Linked DNA regions of Ovis aries: region 1 is linked to region 2. A link is a contact called in public Hi-C data. All regions are on one chromosome and are shown on one strand. Each heading gives the region's core, a stretch centred on a gene start, on an enhancer-like site or on the middle of the called end of the contact. The rest is flanking DNA. Distances are from core to core; before and after follow the strand shown.

The links. Hi-C and Micro-C count contacts between places; a contact is called where the count stands out from the background.
Region 1: a Hi-C map of muscle shows a contact between it and region 2, with 5 times the contacts expected there. The contact joins two enhancer-like sites. A contact is called at or near these places in 8 of 16 Hi-C or Micro-C datasets (blood, hypothalamus, liver and 4 more).

What each region holds. Positions count from the first base shown.
Region 1 is chr8:26,035,735-26,042,643 of ARS-UI_Ramb_v3.0, forward strand. All of the region lies in intron 3 of FYN (FYN proto-oncogene, Src family tyrosine kinase), which reads left to right. Among named protein-coding and RNA genes, the nearest start is that of TRAF3IP2, 97 kb to the right of the region's middle. Within about 2 kb of position 1,782, at least 12 of the 54 cell types and tissues checked have an H3K27ac peak or open chromatin away from gene starts, as enhancers often do.
Region 2 is chr8:25,753,183-25,759,535 of ARS-UI_Ramb_v3.0, forward strand. No RefSeq gene overlaps it. Among named protein-coding and RNA genes, the nearest start is that of CCN6, 57 kb to the left of the region's middle. Within about 2 kb of position 2,374, at least 6 of the 54 cell types and tissues checked have an H3K27ac peak or open chromatin away from gene starts, as enhancers often do.

The sequences.
Region 1 (6,909 bases), core at 532-3,031, 280 kb after region 2:
TATTTCTGAATCAAAGTTTTAACTTGATTTTCCATAGGCTCTGGTTCTGCTGCTGTTGCCTGTGGCAGCTTCTGCCTTTAGATGTTCCTGCTTTCACTTCTTCTCACCACAAAGACATAGTATTATTTTATCCCCTGTGTTTGGTGGGGGGTCTCTTGCTCTGAGGGCTCCCTAGAGTAGAAATCTGTTATTGTTGTGCTTGGAGGAAGCATTACATGTGTATAGCTCAGTTTATGCAGTCAACATGTTCCAGAAAGTTTACATAATGTAAAGCGCATCATGTTTTCAGTGCAGTAGGACAGCTCTGTTTTACACTAAGGAACCCAGTGCTGACTCCTTTCTGGTATCTATAAATATCCTGCCATGTCTAGGAAGTATCAGGAAACTAAGGGCTGCTCTAATGTCATTGGCACAAACGTTCATTAAGATGCCAAACCACATCAAGGAAGCTGGTGACTCACCATACCTGGCTTAGTACCAGCACCCTTGCTGAGCCCGCTGTCTCGGGGGGTAGGCTGGGGATCTGGAGGAGCGGAGCCCAGTCCGTGAAATCAGGGCATCCATTAGTCATGCACATGAGGTTGGGTTCTGTGGAGTCAGGGACCTTCTCCACCAGTCTCTCCCTCCGCACCTCCCACCCTGGTGCCCACACCCTTGCATGGACTGACCTAGATTCCATGGGGCAGGAGGCAAGACTAGTGTAGAGGCTCCATGGGCTGACCAGGAAGTCAGCCTGTCTGGCTTCAAATCCCATCCCCACCCCTGCCTGAGCTGTGGACAAATTCCCAAACTTCTCTGGTCCTCCATTGTACAGTGAGAGCAAATAGCAATCCTCCATCTTAGGGTTGTCATGGAAATTTAGTGAGAAGACACATTCCAGTACCTAGCACAGCACCTGGCTTGCTGTGCACCTTCATTTGATAGTGGTCATCACTGCTGAGATTGGGAGCCTTCATCTCTGTGATGCCCCATCCCACCAAAATATAATAAGCATTTGTTTTCTGTTGCCCTGTAACTAATTATGACAAACTTCCTGATTTAAAACAACGCCCATTTATCAGCTAACAGTTTTGAGTCACAAGTCCAGACACAATGTGGCTGCTCTCTCCGCTTGCAAGGCTGAAATCAGTGTATCGGCTAATAGCATTCTCACCTGGAGTCTTGAATGGGGAAGAATTCATTTCCAAGTTTTTTAGGCTTCTTGACCCAACTCAGTAGTTCCTTGTGGTTGTAGGACTGAGGTCCCCATTTCTTTGCAATCTGCCAGGTGGGGGCTGTTCTCAGCTCCTAGAGGCCACCCATATTCCTGGCCACATAACTCCTGTCTTCAAAGCTAGCAGTGGAAAATATCCCTCCCATGAAATGCCTTTCACACTTTGAATCTACTTCTCAAAAAAAAAAAAAAAAAAAAAGCCAGTTCCCTACAAGGGCTCACATGATGATGTCAGGTCTATCTAGGATAATCCCTCTTCAGTTAAAATCAACTGTGCAAAATACGAGAACCTAAACACAGGAGCCATGATTCCATCATCCACAAGTCCCAGGGACTATCCAGGGCTTATCTACAGGAGGTGGGAATCTTGGGCACACCTTAGAGTTCTGCAACACCTTTTCAACAAGGCAGGTACTTCACGCCTGCCTTCGAGTTGGCAGCAAAAAGAGGATTTTCCCTCACTGGCATGGTCTTTTGTGTTCATTTTTCATAACTGGGCTTCAGGCACTGGCTGGACCCAGCACCAGTGCTGTGTGTGGTTCAGACCTCAAGTATTTACATCTCTAAAATGCCATCCCAGCTGTGACCTTTTCCCTGCTTCGGGGAGTGTTTGTGCTTCAGAAAGGGTTGAGTGTGGCCCTGATCTCTCTCCAGCCTCCCCAGGCATCCCTGGTCCCTCTGTCCTGGCTGTCCCCATTAGACAGCCCTGCCTGCACTGCCCGCAGGGGGTCAGGACCCAGGGTCCCACAGAGAGGAGAGCCGTATCGTAAAAGATTTGAAAACGCTGAGACACTGGAGAGACAGATACTGTGGCCCAACTGCCACTGCTGCCAGTGAGGCCCTCCTCTGCCTCTCAATGTCCTGCTTCCAGCTGTTCCGTGGGGAAAGCTAAGGACAGCCTTCCCCAGACTCTCAGGGGAGTAGCTTCCCCGTCGAGGACACAGAAGTATACCTCAGGTTGATTCTTGTGGGTATTTCCAGTCTTGCAAGGATCGAGAGTTCCCTGCCATGAGTCTTCTGTCCTGAAATCAGTCCATTTTTCGCGTGACTCTGCCACATCTTATCCATTTGCCTCACTATTACTGTTGACTAGAAAAGGGCGTTTGGTTGTGAAGCTGCCAGTTTTTGCTTTTCCCCAGAGAAGTCGATGCAGCTGTACAGTCAGTGTGCAGCTGAGCTTTGCATACCTTTCCAGCTGTCCCCAGCTCAGTTACTGGTGTTTGGTTTCCAGGTTCTTAGTTTAGTTCCCTTTCCCATTCTTTCACTTTCCTCGTGATACCCACCCAGGTAGAGCAGGGAGCAGCTGAAGAGATGGTGAATGAGAGCCCCAGGAATCATGCCACATCAGCGCCCAGGCCAGTGTGTTCTTCCTGTCACTCTGCAGAGTCTGGGCTGTCAAGAGCCTTGCTGGCACTTACGTCTGAGAGCTCTTCTCTTCTCCACACCCACCTCGGTTGGTTTCTCAGGCAAAGTGCTTACATTGTTGAAATTGTTGTCAGTTTCCCCTTCCTCCTCCTGCTATCCTATTTGTGTGTCTCAAGAGAAAATAATTTGCTTTTTGCAGAAGACCGCCAGTGGCTTTTTTCCTTTTCTGGTACTTAGCTCACACGCCTGAAATCTTACAAGTCCTGCTGTGGTATAACCTGGGCATACAGGTGTTGCTTCATTGATTGGCATATGAGGAAATGTGGACAAATCTGTGTTTAACGTACACCTAGCCAACCAGACCGGGTTCTGTGGCATCAGCGGAGGGAACGTACATTCCACCAGACTCGTGCTAGACCAAAGTAGCCTGTGCCCAGAGTAGCGGATAGATTCCATCCTTCGTGTCAGCTTCTGTCAACCACTCAAGGGCTATGTGAAAAAGGACTCTGAGGCCACCCATGTGATGGTTGATATCCATCACTCTCATAGGAAGGGGGCGTGGAAGTCCTGGGATAATTCTTTCTTTAGTGATTTCTGCCCATTGTTTCATGCTCTTACGGCACATGTGAGAGCACCTGCAAGACTAAGGAAACTTTAAGTAAATCAGGTTTTACTTATATAGTAGAAGCAGAGCCCGTCTATTTGCAGAAGGATTGGAGAATAGGGGTCTTCACAGCTCTAATGAATACCCTGACCACAGGTACAGGATCCTGCTGGTCAAAGCGCTGTGCATCAGTTTTTCTAGGCCTGGTGATGTGCGGAGGACAGTGGTCATGACATATGATTTACTGATCAGAGGACTCCTGGGGCCCCACTTTCGAATGGCATTATTCAGCATTTCCCAGTGCCGCACAGGTCTTGAGCTAGTGTATTAGTGCTTTATATGTTCACGATGGATGCACAGCATGGGCCGTAAAAGCCATACTACAGAACTGTACATAATAAGGATGTTTTTATTGTAACCTGAATGCTAAGAACTTTTCTTCATGGCAAGGAGCCTGAAGGCACACTCAGTACAACTCATAGCATCTTCTGACCCCTTTCATCAGGAAATGGTTAGTCTGACCACCTCAAGTGGGAAGAAGACGACCACAAGTTCTTATACAAATATTTTCATTGAAATGTAGCTTTGAATGACTTGAACCTGCGTTTCCTGATTTATTTCCTTTTCTTCATGTTTGTCAGCGCAGTGAAGGGGATAAGCAAGATCCGAGCAGAAACATTTCTTATGCAAAATTGCAAGCATGTGAAGGGGTAAGGGAGCTGTCCCTTCTAGAAAAGAGAATTTTCTCCAAAACGATTCTGATTGAGTTTCGGGTTTCTGCATTTAATCATGTAACACATAACTTATTGAGTACCTGCTGTGTTTCAGGCACTGTTCTGGGCCCTGGGGATGCAATAATGAAAGAAAAACTGAAGAATAATCGCTGCTTCCAAGGAGCTTACTATTTGTTTCATTCCATTTTTGTCATTGCTATATTGCCAGTGGCTGGCACATAGTGGGTGCTCAATAAAGAGCAATTGAATGAGCAGAAATTCTCTAACCCACTGTTCCTCTTTTATCCTTTCTGCCTCAAAGCCAACCCTTTGTTTCATAAAATTATATAAAAGCTGTTAAACATTTATTATAGTAGTAATACTTTTTTTAGTAGATTTTTTTCTTTTTGGATATTTGTGAGTTACATTTTATTTGGGGCAAAATGAAGACTGTGGCCCCGGAGGCAGCACCTTAGATAGTTCTGAGAGACTGGTCCCAGTAGATTCCTGAAAGATTTTTTTTCTTAGTTTGGTTAGATGTAAGGTTCTGTTTTCAATAGGTTTCTGATGTAGGGTTTTGTTTTGATGGAATTGAAAGAGTAGTTTGTAGTGAGAGTTCTCAGTGGTTTTAGATTATTTACTCTGTCACAGGAATGAACTTCTCGAGAAAAAACAGCACTTTATGTCAGTTTTTTAAATTGCGTTTTTCGCCCCAGCATACCTGTTCTCCTAAGGAAGGCATTCTGGATTGCAGTGTTAACCACATGCATATAAGGAAAACAGCTCTTATACTGTTTCAAAGATATAGCTATAAATTCTGTCTTCTTCATAAATCAGGATTTCTCAAGCTTCATGCATTCACATTTGGAGCCAGGTAATTCTTTGTTGTTAGAGGCTGTCCTGTTCGCCGTAGGAGGCTTTGCAGCACCCTTGGTCTCTCACCACTGGATTCCAGCAGTCCTCCTTGCCCTCAAGTTGTGCAGCCAGACATGTCCCTTGGTCATGGGCCCCAAAGTCACCCACAGCTGAGAACCACTGGCCTAAATGATATGATTCTGTGATTCAGGTCACACATCCTCCAACTATAGCAGATCAGTGGCATCCCTGAGAAAAGCACCTAGGACAAGCAGTGTGTTATTGGCCTTTGTAGAAGCTCAGGGCAACATTCCACCATGAAAGGGCTAATATGAAGTGAGCAAGATATTTACCAATCTTGTGAAATAACACCAACAACAAATGATGAAAATCCTTCAGCCAATCACGCCTTGGAGATACTTTGCATTTCCTATTGGAAACTTGTTAAAAATCGTATTCATTTACCATAAGTTAGAGAGCATGTTGGACAGAGTACACTGTAAGTTAATCTGGAATGATTTACACGTAAATGTGTTCCAGATTTGGTGAGCTCAGCTCGAGCAGCAGGCGGCTTGTTTCCAAACATTTCCATTCTCAGGAACTGACATTCGGTTTAATAAGTATTTACTGAAACATGTAATGTGAGAGGGCCTTAAACAGTCTGATATTGCTTCCATGACCCCAGCCGGCATGAAAGCAGTGCTCAGAAAAGTGCTCCCCCAGAGTCTCTGTGTCTGATGTGGCCTACCCATTTTGGTTTGCAAGATATAGAGAGATACTAGTTCTTTCCTTGCTCCTCACCGCCTCATGTCCCTTCTGGTCCTGTACCAGCTGTACTCTCCCCGGTGGATACATGTAATTACACGTGATGTCATGTGTTTCTTATTTGGTTCTTTGTTCCCAAATGGGCCACTTTTCAGAACTTTGGCAGGAACATCCATTGCATTTTCTACCTCCCCGCCGACAGCTGGACAGGGTATTACAGGGTATTGCAGTCCAAAGTGGGGTCATTTAACCAACTCACCTTCCATTTTTTAATCTTCTTCACTTCTCACACATGCCAGTAGATTCTAAAACACAGGGCACACTGCTGATAAAAGTTGCTGGAAGAAGGGTTGGCTTTGAGGCAGAAAGGATAAAAGAGGAACAGTGGGTTAGAGAATTTCTGCTCATTCAATTGCTCTTTATTGAGCACCCACTATGTGCCAGCCACTGGCAATATAGCAATGACAAAAATGGACAGGACCCTGCTTTCCTGGAACTCACAGTCTACTGGGCAGTGAGACAAGTGGGAAGCCTGTGTTTTCATATGGCACAATAGATGCTGTAAAGAGAGAAACCGAGATGCCATATGAACATTGAGGAAGAGCAGCACCCCAGCCTGGGGGATGGCGGGGAATCAGAGAAGGCTTTGCAGAGGAAGTGGTGTCTTAACTGAGACATGAAGATTATATTGTGTATCATAGAGGGAGAGGGAGGGACTTACTTCCCTGGTGGTCCAGGGGTTAAGACTTCACCTTGCAATGCAGGGAGTGTGGGTTCAATCCCTGGTCAGGAAGCTAAGATCCCATACATCTCCATGGCCAAAAAAACAAAACATAAAACAGAAACAATTTGTAACAAATAAAGACTTTTTAAAAATGGTCCATATCAAATAAAACAACCAGAGAGGAGAGGACAAAGGGGTTCAAAGCCATGTTTCAAGGACAAACGGTGAGTGGGAAGAATAGAACCTTAAGCACTGAGAAGTCAGGCATGTTTGGATGGTAGCGTGAGAGACAGGGCTGAGAAATAAACGAAGAGGAGCCAGTGACGGACGAGCTTCAGGACTCTTACGAGAACACCTGGGTCTTGGCTGATGCTCTTTCCTGAGACCAGCACCGACACCGTAGGTTTAGTTGGAAGGAGGATGGAGTGACAGTGACTCAAGTTTTAATTCACCACTAATTCTAGAACGTGGGAATGAGCTTTTAAGTGTTTCTGAAAGATGTCAAAAGCTAATGGAAATTTTAAAAGTTAATTAGCCTGTTTAAATGATTTTCTGACTGTAGGCTATCTTGACATCCTGCGAATACACTCAGCCCTCTTAGTTTCTGCCAACTGCATTTTTTTCATCTAGTTAGTGATTATTTCTTAATTTTGATACTTATCTTATTGCT
Region 2 (6,353 bases), core at 1,124-3,623:
CAGGAATACTGGAATGGGTTGCCATTTCCTTCTCCGGGGGATCTTCCTGACCCAGGGATCGAACCCGGGTCTCCCGCATTGCAGGCAGATGTTTTAACCTCTGAGCCACCAGGAAGCCCATATATAGATAGATAGATAGATAATTATTATATAATTATATTATTATTATAGCAAATATAATAATAATAAAAAGTTTGAAATATGGTGAGAATTACCAAAATGTGAAAGAGAGACATAAAATGAGCAAATGCTGTTGGAAAAATAGCACCAATAGGGTTGCTTGGCACAGGTTACCCAAAAACCTCCCATGTGTTAAAACAAAAACAAACAAACAAAAAAAAACACACAGTGTACATGAATCGCAATAAGTGAAGTGAAAGAGAAAGTCACTCGGTCGTGTCCGACTCTTTGCGACCCCATGGACTGTACAGTCCATGGAATTCTCCAGGCCAGAATCCTGGAGTGGGTAGCCTTTCCCTTCTCCAGGGGATCTTCCCAACTCAGGAATTGAACTGGGGTCTCCTAAAGAATCCTGCAGGCAGATTCTTTACCAACTGAGCTTTCAGGGAAGCCCAAAGCACAATAAAGCAAAGTGCAAAGAAACGAGCTGTGACTGGTGCTTCAACATGCTTCCATTAACAAATGCTCTATGACGGTTAATTTTAATATATGTCAATTTGGTATCTGGTTATTCAATAAAATGCTAATCTAGGCGTTTCTGTGAAGGCATTTGGTTGATGTGGTGAACATCTACAATAGTTGACCTTAAGGAGATGACCCTAAACAATGTGGGTGAGTCTTGTTCAATCAGCTGAAGGCCTTAAGAGCAAGAACAGGCTTCTCAAAGAAGAAATGCTGTCAAGACTATAATATCTATTTCCGCCTGAGTTTCCTAGCTGCTGCCTGCCCTACAGATTTAGGACTTTCCAGAACCCCACAAGCATGTGAGCCAATTCTTAAGTCTGTGTGTGTGTGTTCTCTGAAGAGCCCTGACTGACAGATGCATGTAAAGAACACTTTAGGTGTTCAGTGACATGCCAAGCATACACTATGAGAAAGGACACGTAAGATGATTCACTCCCCTCCAAAGAGTTATAAGTCATGGGAGAACCAAAACTACCTGCGCCTGCTCCTGCAGGTAACCGGAAGGAGCATGAGATGAAGAAGGTGGTTTGGAGGTTTGAGGAAGGAGAGAAGGCCATTAGTATCTGCTGGGTCAACACGCATTTTGGATGAATGGCAACCATGCCAGGCAAAGGCAGAGGGGTGTAGAAGGGGGACAGTGAGAACTGAAAGTGAGCCTGACCTTTCTCCAGCGGGGCTCTGCTTGCAGGGTGCAGCCCTTACCTGGATCACCATCTACTTCCAGGAAAAGCCCGCCCTTCCTGAGTGCTCCCTTCATCCATGCTACCATTTGCCTATTCCATGACAGAGAACTTCTGAGAAATCTTTGGTTCATTCCTAATCTTCATTAGTCCAGTTCATTAGCAAGTCCTGCTGCCACTTTCGTCTCTTACTATTGAGTCCTCCTACCTTTCTTTTGTACCGTCACAGCCTGAGAAGAGATACTGATAAATTCCCATGGGGACAATCCTCCACCACAGACTTCTTCCCTCTAAATCTGCTACCCTCCTGCACTGACCCTTGCCACCTCAACCAGAATTATCTTCCCCTACTGGTGTCATTTTTGTTTTTTTTTCTTTTTATTTATTGGAGTATAGCTGCTCAACAATGTTGTGTTATTTTCTGCTGTACAACAAATGAATCAGCTATAATATACATACGGCCCCTCCCTCCCACCCATCCACGTCATCAGAGAGCGCCAAGCTGAGCTCCCGGTGTTATGCAGCAACTTCCCACCCGCTGTGGTTCCACACATGGTGGTGTATTTACGTCCAACCTAATTTCCCGATTCATCCCACTCTCCTCTTCCCACCGTGTCCACACATACATTCTTTACGTCTGTGTCTCTACTCTTGCCCTGAAACTAGGATCATCTGTACCATTTTTCTAGATTCCACATACATGTGTTAATATAGAATATTTGTTTTTCTCTTTCTGACTTACTTCGCTCTGTGTGACAGACTCCAGGTCCATCCACGCCTCTGCAAATGACCCAGTTTCATTCCTCTTTATGGCTGAGTAATATTGTTTTTATTGAGCCGTCATTTTTATTTTACTTTTCTTACCCTTCTTGAGCTGGGATTCTAGCAGCTTTCCACATCACCAAAGACAGAGCCAAGGTGCTGATCGTTTGTTTCCAAGGCCAGGGAGCTTTAGCCACCTTTCCTCTTCGCTATGTCCCTCCCCCTTGGCCTGACCTTCTTCTTGCCCCAAACCTGTTCCTAAGCTGTGCCACAGGCTTAGCCAGGCCACCTGGGAAAACTTGCTGAACCGATCCAGTGCTCTCACAGGCTTCCCTGGCCCTGACTATGTGTAATTCCCACCACTCCCTTTATCTTCCTGTTCACGGGCTCACCCTCCTCTGTCACTCCCGATCCTGGCATATAAGTGTGATGTTAAGGGAGCACACAGGGCCAGGGACAACCTGAGCCCAGGATCTGGTTTGTCAGCTGTAAGATTGGCTCTTACTTGAAGCATCTGCTTAGGTCCGCGATCTAAAAGTGCAGGGAGGAGGAAGCACTCGTGAAACCAGGAAGGCTCAAGCACAGTGATGTGCTCACAGCTTTAAAAACAGCAGCCAAGGAGCTTCTCTGGGGGTCCAGTGGTTGAGAACCCACCTTCCCATGCAGGGGACTCAGACTGATCCCTGGTTGAGGAACTAAGATCACAGATTCCTTGGATCAACTAAGTCCTCAGGCCACAGCTACAGAGCCCCCATGCTCTGGAGCCTGCCCACAACAACAAAAGATCCCACATGCACCAACTAAGACCCAACGCAGTAAAAGATAAATAACTGAAAAAGTAAAACCAGTCATAAAAATGCAGCATTTCTACTTCGAAGTTTTGTTAAAAGGCAGGGGGTGGGGGCGATGCAGGAGGCAAACCCAGTTCTTATCGTAAAAACATCCTGTGAACGTAACAGCCTTCAGTGGGTTGAAGTTACAGGGAAATATATTCCCTCCCCAAACCCCAAACCCCTATTCCCATTGCAAAACAGCAAAGTCATGGACCAGGCACTGTGATTTTAGCCTTTCTCTGAACACTCTCCTCCTGGCTCCTGACAAGAGTTTGGAGATCATCCTTTGACCTCATTGTTCAGAGGGAACGAACACCATCAGCCTGTGAGCTAACTTGGCCTCAACATCACCCCTGAGACTCAAAACCCGGCTTCAGAAGGGTGGGAAGGGCTGGACACAAGGAAAGGAGAGAGAGAGGGCAGGAACCTCGCTGGCTGTTATTGGAAGGACCAGGTCAGGGGAAGGAAGTCTTCCATAGCCGATAGCCAGATGAAGAAATGGAGAGACAGCCGCCCCCAGAGAGCCGCTGCCACCGAGGAAGGCCGAGCTGGAGACCCTGAGTTTCCCCACAGACCCTGCCTGACGCCCCTCTCTGAGCATCCCCCCATCCCGATCCTCCCCTGCTCAACCCTCTCTCCAGTAGGTATACACTCTCCACAGTTAGAGAGGTTGATGCTAACCTGACTGAACTCTAAAAGCAACCAAGAAGGCTTAAAAAAAAAAAAAAAGTACTGGTGATCTACTTGGAGGAAATCTGCTGGAGAAATAAAAAGGTAACTCTTTGAGTAGCATCTACAGACCTGATGGCTGTGTGCTAATGCAAGTGAAACGAATCCTCCGTCCTGAGCTTGTCTACCCGGGAAAAACAAGGAGGAAACCGTCCGTCTTGCCTTTGTTTGCAGGGAATTTCAGAATTCCCATCTTTGCTCTTTTCATTCTGTGCTCTTAGCCAAACGCAAATCCGGAACCACACACTAGAGGTCGCTGCTCATTACGCTCCAACCTCATGTTGAAGGCGGGTGGGGGAAGGGCTGACCGCCTCTCTTCACTCAGTGGGAGGAACCTGCAGGCTCCGGCGGCTGGGAAATCTGCTTGGTCACACCCAGGGCAGGTATGTCAGGAGGCCGGAGCCCGCAAGTGCGTGCGTTGCTCTTCCTGACACAGGCCGAAGTATAACAAAGGAAAAAAGCAAATTGCCAAAGGTACTTCCAATTGTAAAGCACTGCCTAATTGGTGACCTTTAAAACGCTTGCCCTCTCCTCCTCAACTTACCAAATGGAACCACATCTTTCCAAGTGACCCACCATGAACAGTAAGAAGGACCTGGATAAAAAGCCAAGGTTTAAACAGACGGTACCAGCAGCGAGCCACCAGCAATGACACCACTGGGTTGGTATCCTCCCCAGCTGGTTCTGTGCCCAGAATATAAAACAGCTAAGAAATAAAATGACAAGACAACAAAGCAGATAACACTGGAAGCAATTACAGCCTCTCTCGATGCTGAGATTTCTAGAACTGCCACTCAAGGAGCGGTACGATTCTAATCGAAGGCCATTACCCATGAACCAGATCGCAGGCTGGCTGATTCCTATTATTCTGTTCCTAATTTTCCTAATTATGTTCACCTGTCCCTTCTTTAGTCCTGACTTTGCAAGTTGCAGTCCAGTTCACACAGACCCATCTCAAAAGCAATATAGAGGCTGGAGTTGACAAAAAAAGCCAGCAGTATCATTGTTTCCAGGCAAGTCCCAAAGTGTTTCTTTATTATTTGCTGCATTTCCACTTCTGTCTTTTACTCTAGATCCAGAGTAGAATCTATTAATAGATGTTGATGCAGAGTCCTTACACATACAGGTGCTGCTACGAGACCATGTATGTCAGTATGAAGACTGTAGCACTGACTCCATCTCTTAGGGAAATTCCTAAAAGACAGAGCCCAAAGCACCGGTGTAGACAGAGAAGGTCTCTTGCTGAAGAGTAGGGGGGCTTAAACCTTTCTGCTTGTGGGTTACAAGCAGAGGTGGGAGCATGTGGGGACAGGAACAGCTTGGCAAGGGCAGGGAAGTAAACAGAAGCATGGCTTCTGTGGGGAGACCCAGGTGATGCTCTTGCCCCAGGCTGAGGTGCTGTTGCTGAGTTAGAAAGGAGCAAGGGAACCGCTGAAGGTGGCAGAGCGGGAGGAGCACAGTGTATATCGTGATGAGGAGTCTGGACGCACACTTTTTAATTGTGGCAAAATATACAAAACATAAAATGTACCATTTTAATCATTTTTAAGTGTACAATTCAGTTAGCATATCCACATGATTGTACACCATTGCAGCTATCCATCTCAGGGACTTTATCATCATCTCAAACAGAAATTCTGTACCCATTAAACAATAATTCCCCACCTCCTCCTCCCCCAGTCCACGATAACCTGTAATGTCCTTTCTGTCTCTGGGACTTCATCTGATCTAGGTGTCACGTCGGAGAAGGCAATGGCACCCCACTCCAGTACTTTTGCCTGGAAAATCCCATGGACGGAGGAGCCTGGTGGGCTCACTAGAGGCAGGAACGACTGAGCGACTTCACTTTCACTTTTCACTTTCATGATTGGAGAAGGAAATGGCAACCCACTCCAGTATTCTTGCCTGGAGAATCCCAGGGACAGAGGAGGCTGTTGGGCTGCCGTCTGTGGGGTCGCACAGAGTCGGACACAACTCATGCGACTTAGCAGCAGCAGCAGCGGCAGGTGTCACGTACAAGTGGACTCATAGAACCTTTGCCCTTCTGTGTCTTGCTTATCTCATGCTGTGTAGTGTCTTCAAGGTCCATCCACGCTACAGTATGTGTCAGAACCTCATTCCCCTCTAAGGCTGGATTGTTTTCCATTGTGTGTATAGATTACACGGTGTGTATCTGTTCATTTGTTGATGGATACATGGGTTGCTTCTACTTTCTTTTGGCTATGGTGAGTATACTATTATGAACATTGGTTTAAAAGTATCTCTTTGGGCCCCTGCTTTCAATTCTTTGGGATATATACCTAGGATTGGAATTGCTGGCTCATTATGGTAATTCTATTTTAACTTTTTGCAGAACTACCAAATTGGTTTCCACAGCAGCTATACCACTTTATAGTCCGACCAGCAAAGCACAAGGTTTCAATTTCTCCATGTCCTCACCAGCGCTTGTAATTTTCTAGGTTTCTGATAATGGCCATTCTAATGAGTCTAGAGGAGTATTTCATTGTGGTTTTTATTTGCATTTTCCTAATGATTAATGGTGTTGAACATCTTTTCATGTGCTTATTGACCATTGGTATATCTTTTGATGAAATGTCCATTCAAGTCCTTTACCCATTTTTGAATGACTTTAGAGGCAGTATGTTTCTGCTTCAGCTTGGCCACTTCCTACCTATGTGACCCTGAACTGGTTACATAATTTCTC